Linked DNA regions of Sus scrofa: region 2 is linked to region 1. The links are chromatin contacts, called in public HiChIP or PLAC-seq maps. All regions are on one chromosome and are shown on one strand. The core of a region is the stretch at or near the end of the contact, and the rest is flanking DNA. Distances in the headings are between cores, read along the strand shown.

Region 1 (4,806 bases), core at 875-3,374:
CTAGCATTGCCATGAGCTGCAGAGTAGGTCGCAGACATGGCTTGGATCTTGTATAGCTGTGGCTGTGGTGTAGGCCAGCACTGCAGCTCTAGTTCAACGCTTAGGCTGGGAACCTCCATATGCTGTGGGTGTGGTCCTAAAGAAAAGAGGGTGGGGGATGTATATAACCATGCCTTAACTTTTTTTCATTTTTAAAAATAGAATTAAATCTATTTTGGTTTGCACAGTTTGGTTATTAGACCATAACGAGATCAAGATTTAACTTGCATTTCCTGGCTCTAACTGTATCTTCTAGAATGACATTGGAGAAATCTAATCCCTCTTCCATGAGACAGTTTTCAGTGCTTAAAAAAAAAAAAAAAAAACTATCATGTTCCTCTTAAAAATTGTCTTTTCCAAAGTAAACATCCTCAGCAATTTCAATCGTTCCTCACAAGTTGTGGTTTCCAGACCCTTCACAAGATTGTTTGTTCTCCTCTGGATAAGCTCCAATTTGTCAATGTCCTCTATAAAGCATGGTGCCAGAATTAATTGCCATAATAACAATAACCATAATAATAATAACCACCATTTATTAAGTTGCACAGTGTTCCAGGAACTAGGCTAAAAGCTTAGCTCATTTAATCCTCACAAAACCCTCTAATGTATGTGTTATTATCCTTATTTTTTTAAATAAGGAAACCAGTTTTAGTATGTTAAGTAATATGTCCAAGGTCACACAAATAGAAAGTACAGAGCTAAGATTAAAATATGCTCTGTGTTCTGAACAACTTTATAATGCTCCAGAATTTTCCAACCTTGTAAAATTTAGGACCTAGATTTTAAGCTTTTGTGAGAACGTCTTAAGACTTCATTATCTTGTTTGCTGATTTCATGTTTATGAAAAGTGTGACAGAGCTCAGTTCTCCCAGGACAGGCTTAAAAACACTAATTCATTCATTTGTCAAATACTTATTGAGTGTCTACTTCCCACCAAGCCCTGTTTCAGAAGGTGACAATCTAGAGCTAAACAAGGTAGACAAAGATCCTATATTCACAAGGCTGACATTCCTTTGGGGGAGACAGACATTCTATAAGTAAACAAAGATGGTGTTGGGTGGTATAAAGAAAAGACAGAGTAATGTGCTAGAGAGTAATTGCATTGGGGTCTGAGGGAAAGACAAGATGAGACTTGGCTATCAGAGGAGGCTTTTTGGTGACAAGCAGCCTTAGACCTGAATGATGAGAAGGAACCAGACAAATAAGGACCTGAGGATCTGCAGGAAGAACATTCAGGCTTAAGAAATGGCAAGGGCAAAGGTCCTGGAAACAGAAGAAGCTTAGTGAGTTCCTGAAACACAAAATGACCTATGTGGCTAAAAGCAGTGTGAACGATGGAAGAGTGGAAGGGGATAACTATAACTTCAGACACACAGGCAAGGCTAGATCACATAGGGTCTTTAGGCCTGCAAAGGATTTGGGGTTGTTGGTTCTTTTTTTCCCCCAAGTGTAATGGGAACCCCATGTTGAGTTTTATGAAAAGCAGCCTCATCTAATTAATCTTTTAAAAGGATGACATCACTGCTGTGTAAAGAACAGATTTTAGGAGGCAAAAATGAAAGCAAAGCAATGAGTTAGAAAGCCGGCGATTCCACTGTCCTGGTAAGAAACACTTGTGGTTCAGATCAGGTGGTAGCTGGCCCAAAGGTGACTTAGATCACTGGAGGGAAATGGATGAGTTCAGGAAAATGGAAGAGGAGTGGACAAAAATTTCTGGTAAATCAAGTGTGGTAAGAGATAGAAATTGGTTTAACTCTTGGATTTGGGGGCTGATGGGAATGTTGTACATACTTGTTACATATACAGGTATATACAGGTATGTACATAGACCTCTATACACATTATACAGGCCGTTTACATATATTAACTAATTACTAATTACAAATATTAATTGCCAGAGTCCTATGAGGTAGCAGGTATTTCCTGAAACTATTTCTGACAAAGAACCTGAGATTTAGAGAGGTTAAACAACTTGATTCTGGTCATGTAGGTAGTAAATTGGGAAGCCAAGATTTGCACCCAGGTGTGCCAGGCATCAAAAGCAGTGCGCTTTCTCCTATGCGACAGCGCCACCCCCGGAGCGCTGATGGAGACTGCAGCTTGCCTGCGCGGTGAGAGAGAAAGAATTCCGCAGCTGAACACGGAGTCACATGTGAGGACATGTTCTGTTATCAAAGGACACATGTTGCCAGGCCTCCCTTTGGTTCCTTGAAGGGCTATTTTCCATTTTTGGAATCTTCTGTCTTGGAGATGTGAGCACGTGGGGTGGAGTCAGAAGTACATGAAATGATTAAGCAGATGGAGAAAATGACTTCCGAGAAATGACGAAAAGATTGCAGCTCTGCTCAGTGATGACTAAAGAGCCCATCAGTCTGTAAATATTTCATTGGTGGAAACTCAGGAAGAGAGGATTTTTCTTTTTTTCCAGAAAGTAGAGCAGAATTGTATGAAGGGACAGGAAAAGTGTAGAATCCCTAAATCTGATCTTAACTTTATGACGTTAGTAGCTTATAATGACTCTGTGTCTAAACATTCTCATCTTAAAGGAATGAGCTAAGATTGAGGTCATTTCTCCAGAAAGGCATCAAAATCCACAGAAAATACTTCTTCCTTTTATTGATTGATTGATAAATATTTATTAGCCCTCTACTTTACAAGAAGAGGATTTGGGGTATAGTATAGGTGTCCATTTCACATATTTTAAATTTACAGTGAAACTTTTTTTTTTTAATGAGACAGCTATTATGACAATTCCTCCACAGTAATCGTCTGTCTGCCATCAGAATTTATTCCTACACTGAAGCATATTAACTATCGTCATGTGCCAGAGTCTTAAAGGAGTCAGCAGAGGAAGGGTAATGCTGGTACCAAGGATCTCTATTGTCTGAATCATGCTACGCTCTAAAGAATGGGGAGGCTTAAGTTTCAAACACAGGCTGGAGATTTCCTTGCATTTGCCACAATGTACGTTTGTCTGCACATTTGTTAGTGAAATGAGAGAACACGGCTGCTTGATAACAGAAACAACTGTCCAATACACTGCATACATTATCTCCCCAAGTACAGTATGAAAATTATATCCATCAGGCTGCGAAGTCAGAGAACCTCAGTTTATCAGCTACTTCTGGGCTATATGCAAAAGCTAAAGCCACTGAGGGAAAGGCTTCTTGAAAAACACAACTGTCCTTTTCAGATATTTTTGAAATCTCATATTCTTTTTCTGATGTTTTTGGCCCTCTGCTCTTGCATGGTTGGGAGGCCATCCTGAGGCCCGAAGGTTAAAGAGGAATCCAAGTGGATGTGCCGTCTTAATGGACTTTGAATGTGCTCCAGAATGCCACTTTTTCAGTGTTGCTTTTACAAGTTACACCTGAAAAAAATGGGCCTGAGTCCAGTAGGAAGGACATAATATTTTCCTGAATATGCAAAAAAGGAGTGGGGTGTAGTCTCTATTCCTGTGGGCTCTGGGCAGCCTAGTGGGTAAATGAGCATTTATTTCCTGTATACCATCTTTGAGTTGAAAATGAGTCACATACTCATGAAAAGACTGGTAGTATCTTCTTTTGTCTAGCTCTGTATCCTTTTGTGGTACTCAATTTGTCTTAATGGGAATCTTGATTGTTTCTCTTTTGAGACAAGTTATTAGAATTTATTTTTAATCTGGAACAGGATTCATTTAAATATATTGTCCTTGATGTATAACTTGATTCACAAGCAGTATATAAAATTACAGGAATTTTCTGTGAAAGAAAATCTCTTAGGTTCATATAATCATCTAGAAGCATAGCTTGGTTCCCAGGTGTTTTGACTAGTTTACTTTGAAAATTATAGTCAGTATAATGATTGTTGACTGTCTGCTCAGTACCAGCCACTGTGCTGTGTTTTTTATAGACTATTTCTAGTCCGTACAACATATCAAAATGCAGGTAACAATAGCCCCTTCTTATAGCAAAGGAATATAAGGGTCAGAGAGATGAAGTAACTTGCCAAAAGTCACAAAGCTGGTTGTTGATTGTATTTGGCTTTGTACCACTTCTGTTCATTCTGTTCCCTTATGACACTCTGCCTCTTTGAAAAAGTCATTTGATGACAAGTTTGCCCCCAATTCTTATTAGAAAAAGGAAGGTCATAATGTAGAAGATTAACAATAATATCCCTCCCGCATTTTTATATTTTGTAGATCAGAAACCATTTCTGTTTTTTCCCAGTTATACAAAGAGACTCTTTTGGGTACTTGGAATAATCTCCATGATTTAGGGGACCTTAATATTAGTCCTGTTTTATCCAGCTCTTGCTGGTTTTGGCCTTGAATCTCCCAGGCCCCATAAGTCTGAGAGTATTCTAGGGTATACATCCCTGTGTAATTGGAGAGCATGGGGATCAGCATATGGATCTGATTCTGATGTAGGCTTGCAGGAGAATTTTCAGACTCCTGGAAGAAGGGGAAGTAACACCAGAACAATAAACTTAATGGAGGAAATAAAAGGAATTTATCAAAAGGAAAACATCTGAAAAGTGTCAGCAGAGTCTGTGGTCCCTAACATTACTGCTGGACTGTCTGCAATTGTAAACCATTATTTCAGAAAAAGCTACTGAGTGGCCAGCATGTTAGGGGCAGGAATGAAGAGTTACACAGTTTCTGGTATTAAGGGCAGTTCAGACACCTTTCCCTCATTTCCTCTTGAAAATCAGAGGAGGACATGCTTCTGAGGTATTTACCGTTTAAGTTCCAGACTTTTGCTATGTATTCATTTAGACTTTCTTTTT
Region 2 (4,806 bases), core at 1,071-3,570, 100 kb before region 1:
AGAAAAGCAAAAATGAACAGGGAGTCTGGGGCAATAAAGCTTTGAATCAGAGGCTGGAATGTAGGTGTAAATCAAGACAGAGCTAATGTTAAGGAAAAAAAATTGATTTGACTTGAGTATTGCAAAACCAGAATTCTGGCTAATATAAAGTTTAGTTTACTACTGTTGGGTCAGGATTAGTACCTTAAAGAGCCTTGACTAAATGAAAGGAGAGAGAGGATAGAAGGAAGTTATATATGATATATTTTTAATTGTAAAAATTTTAAAACATTCAATGTAATTTTAAAAAAAAAGAGACAGAAAAATAAAATGTACCATAACTCCCACTTAGAAAAAAACCACAGTTAACATTTTAGTATATTTCCTTCCAGTTTTTTTTCTCCTCTAGGTAAAAGATTTACATACTTTTATGGAGATGTGCTAAAAAATATATACAGTTTAGTATCCAGCTTATTGCAGGTTTTTATCTGATGTTCTATCACTTCTGTAGTTATTTACTTTTTCCCTTTTAAACTTGAGAAGAATAGCATTTAAAAATTTATTAGCTGTCATTCTCCAATGTTTATTTATTTTTCCTCTCCAGTTTATGGCTCTTTCCTCATAGATACCCCCGAGGTGGAATTTGTGGGTTAAAAGTTAAAGACCAGTTTTGATCCTTGACACACATGCCAGATTGTTTTCACTTCCTCTAGTGGTGTTTGAGGGTACCCTTTTCACCACATTATCCTCGGCATAAAAATGAAAGACAAAAATAAAATGTGGGCAGAAAACAGCATTGTATTGTTTGAAAAATTGCATGTCTTTGATTCCCAGTAAGCCAGATATTTTCCCATTAAGATGAGTAGTCATTTGTATATCCTCTTTTTGTGGGGTTTTTCTCTAGCCCATCCTTTTCCCATTCATCTTTGGAGATCCTGCTCCCTTTCTTGTTGCAAAATATGTATTGTATCTATGGAAAACATATGTAACGTTTAAAGAATAATTATGCAGTGAGCTCCCATACAACTATGGCTCAAGTTAAAAATGGCTTGTAAAGACTCCAAGACCACATGCCCCTTTGACCATCACCTTCTTCTCCCCCTTGTCCTATGCACCCTAATCCTTGGTAAACATGATCCTGACTTTGATTAACCATTCCCTTGCTTTTCTTAATATTTCTATGTGGACACTCATGAACAATTGATTTCACTTGTGCCTGTTTTTGAAATTTACATAAGTGGAATCCTACTCTGAGCTCTTGTGATTGGCTTGTTTTGTTCAGCATTTTGTTTGTGGGATTCAGTCATGTTGCTGCATGGCACTGAGGTGGATCACAGTAGTATTATTTGTTATCTCACATACAATAGAAAGTTTCTTCCTATCACATTTGAGGCATATATATTTTCCCAATTTTAAAAAGATTCTTTGTAATTTTGACTATATTTCAACATCAGACATTTTGGAGAGGTAAGTTTATGTAGTAAAATACATTGATCTTTTCCTATATGATGACTTTCATTCTTTTGAAACTTAGATGGTCCTTTCCCTTCACGATGTTGATAAATATTTGTTCTTATTTTAGCCCTTTCATGTTTGAATTTTTTTTTGAAAGAAAAACAAACTTTAATGCTTTAACCCCTATGTCTTTATTTTGGTTTATGTTCTGATTTGATATCTAGATTGACTTTTCCTCCAAATGGGTAAACTGCTTATTGAATAATCCTTTTTAACATCAATTTGTGATGCTTTCTCTGTGTAGTGGGGATGAGGCAGAGTTGGATTTATGGGTGAAAAAGCAAGCATGTCCAAGTATAGTGTTGGTCAGAAATGGAATGATTTAGTGTCCAAGGAAGTTAAGGGGGGCTTCTTAGAGGAGGTGATAATTGGGGATTGTTTTATAGGACCAATAGGAGCCTATAAAAAGAATGGAGGAGGGGAAGGAAGGTGGGTGAACATTTCAGGCAGAGGAAACTGACAGTGCAAAGTAGTTTGTGATCATAAGCTTGAGCAACCCTGGAATCAGACAAACTTAGTTCTTCAACTTATGAGCTCTATGATCTCCTGCAACTTACTTAAACTTCCTCTGCCTTAGTTTATTCATCTATAAAATGAGGATAAATAGAGTCTACAGCATAAGAGTATTCTAAGCAATTATCCAATAATATATGTAAAGTACCTAGCACAGTACTCAGAATATCCTGAACACTCAATCAGCATTTGCTGCTAATATTATTTAAATATTAGATACACTCTAGCCTTCCTGCTTGCTACTAGGTTTGAGGGCACATGTCAGATGATCAGCATATATTTACTGAGTAAATGAACAGAAACTTGAAACATCATGGTATCTTCAGAAATACGGAAGTAGTTTGGTGTTGCTTGAATAAAATTTGTGAGGAAGTAAGTGGCGTGGGGGCCGCGTAAAATAGGAGTGACTTAGAACACCATTCCAGGGGGCTTGCTGTTTATCTTGTGGGCAATACAGAGGCGCTGGATGGTTGGTTTTAAGTAGAAGAGTAAAGGGGCATAATCTAGAGAAAACAATGGCTTTAGGGTCATAGAGACTGGATGGAGACTTTCAAGACCCACATCCACTGCCTGCTACAAAACTCTAGAAAGAAGGGGTTTTTACTTATCTTTTCTTAGAAACAGTTAAAGATGGAGACACTGCATCCTTGTATAAATGACTCCAGCCTTCAGTAGACCTTATCAGGTAGGGTCTTAAGGAGGCTGTTCTTTATCTCTAAGGCAATTCCCTGGGAATTTCTGGGGCAAAGTTTGCTAGCTGCCCCCTAATATCCATTTCTCCTCTTCTTTGGTTACAGAAACCACAGTTTTTAGTGGGACATTTGGCTATCTGGAAACAGGACTACAATTTCTGGTTTCCCTTTTGATCTGCTATGACCATGTGACTGGCCAATGGAATGTTAGCTGAGGTGTTATGTGCAGTTTCTAAGATCTATTCCTAAAGGGAAGTTGCATGCCTTCTTCTTTGCACTATCTTTTTTTCTGCTGAGAGAGCGTAGACATGATGTCTGGAGCTTAAGCAGCCATGTTGGAAACTAAAGTGTAAGCCAGACACTGCTTTGTAGCCATGGTTTGTCTTCTTCCAGACTCTGTTTATGTGAGAAATACACTTCCGTCACTTATTTTGTCATTTCTGTCATTTGCAGCTGACCTAATTTTAACAGATACTGATTCATACCTGTGTGCTTGGAATTAGCTAAGAAATGCAGGATTTCCCTCTTTCTGTATATATTTTAAAAAAATTATTCTCAAAAGTAGGCAAGAATTATTAAATTTCCCCTCTACCTTTGGTGTTAAATTTTGCAAATCACATTTTTTATGCTTTTTATTTTTATTTAATTTTTTAATTTTAAAACTTTATTATTTTTAATTTTATTGTTTTTAATTATTTTTATTATGTTTTTATTTTTTATAAGCTTTTCAACCCAGATTGCTTTTTTTCTGATTTGCAGTGTTTTCTTCCTTTCTTTCTGATTTCTCACCTATGAATTTCTCTTTTTTTAATTTTTAAAAATTCAACTATAGTTGAACAGTGTTTTCTTTTGGCTTCCTGAAATGTTTCAGTGTTCTTTCCTTGGGTATTCCCCAGGATAGGAATGATTTTGTGGAGAATGGAGAATTGCCAGGTATCACCCTCAATGTAGATTAATTTTATTTCAGTGTGGCATTGGTATCTTTCAGTTATTTCTCAAGTAAGCATTATAATTGTTAAGAAAATAAGGCTATATTTTCCCATGGCTAATTTGTTCACTTCAGGCTTGTGTGCATTCAAAGTCAGTAAATCATATCCTGGCCTGGAGAATCACCCCAAACCTGGTTCCTTGTTTATACAAGAAACAGAGCATAATCATAACAACATTGTTGTGAGGACTGGGGAGAAGATGGTAACGGCTAGATGGGAAATAGCTAGAGCTCTGATTATTAGCTCTGGGTCTCTAACACAATAAAGTGATTTTTAAGGCAATGTATATAAACGGATGCTTTATTGTTCTGAGCAACAAATAACTATGTGTTCACCTCAGTAGGAATTGTAATCCAGAAGGCTTGGGAAATAAATATCAAATGGCAAATGAATAATAGCTCAGAGAGGTAGCCATTCGTTGTTTCTCAGGGAATGTGAGAGGAATCTCAGAGTCTGTTAAAATGGACTACCTAGGTGAGTGAGTAAGAATGTTGTTCTTTGCTTGCTGATTTTCTACTTTTTTTTTTTTTGGATTGTTTATTTGGTTTATATGCCCACTAGACAAGACTATTTTTTTTTTTTAAAGCAGCAGAGTAAATACCATGTTCACATCAATGGACAAGTAAAAAGAAGAGTCCCCTGGTGGCTCAGTAGGTTAAGGATCTGGTATTGCCACTGCTATGGCAAAGGTTCGATTCCCGGCATGGGACATTCTGTATGTTGCAGGTGCCGCCAAAAAAACAAAAAACAAAAACAAAAACAAAAAACCGCAAAAACTGACAAGTGAAAAGAAATGGAAGAGTCGGAGTGGTATAGCTGTAAGAACATAGACTTTGGATTAAGAAACGTCTGACCCAAAGCTCACTTTTGCAACTTACAAGCTACTTGACCTTAAGCAATTTGATGTCTCTTAGTTTCTTCCTCTATAAAATGGGAAAAGGTATATTCTCCCCAGTGTTTTTCTGAATAATGTATCTTTATTTCAGGGTGATGAAAATTGTCTAAAGAATATGAGTAACCTACCAAGCAACTGGCTACTGATCAGATGGCGCCTAGAGCAGAGTAAACACTCTCCAGCTGTTGAAAAAAGGAGTGAAAAATATATGTACATATCTGTG

The links. HiChIP or PLAC-seq counts read pairs in DNA pulled down with a chosen protein or histone mark.
Region 2: an H3K27ac HiChIP or PLAC-seq map of alveolar macrophages shows a contact between it and region 1. The contact joins two enhancer-like sites. A contact is called at or near these places in 2 of 47 Hi-C or Micro-C datasets (embryonic fibroblasts and retroperitoneal adipose tissue) and 1 of 2 datasets of contacts at active chromatin or transcription factors (alveolar macrophages).

What each region holds. Positions count from the first base shown.
Region 1 is chr5:38,951,074-38,955,879 of Sscrofa11.1, reverse strand. No RefSeq gene overlaps it. Among named protein-coding and RNA genes, the nearest start is that of KRR1, 130 kb to the right of the region's middle. Within about 2 kb of position 2,124, at least 21 of the 83 cell types and tissues checked have an H3K27ac peak or open chromatin away from gene starts, as enhancers often do. A contact at or near this core is called in alveolar macrophages, where this site is marked.
Region 2 is chr5:39,054,820-39,059,625 of Sscrofa11.1, reverse strand. No RefSeq gene overlaps it. Among named protein-coding and RNA genes, the nearest start is that of KRR1, 240 kb to the right of the region's middle. Within about 2 kb of position 2,320, at least 1 of the 83 cell types and tissues checked has an H3K27ac peak or open chromatin away from gene starts, as enhancers often do. A contact at or near this core is called in alveolar macrophages, where this site is marked.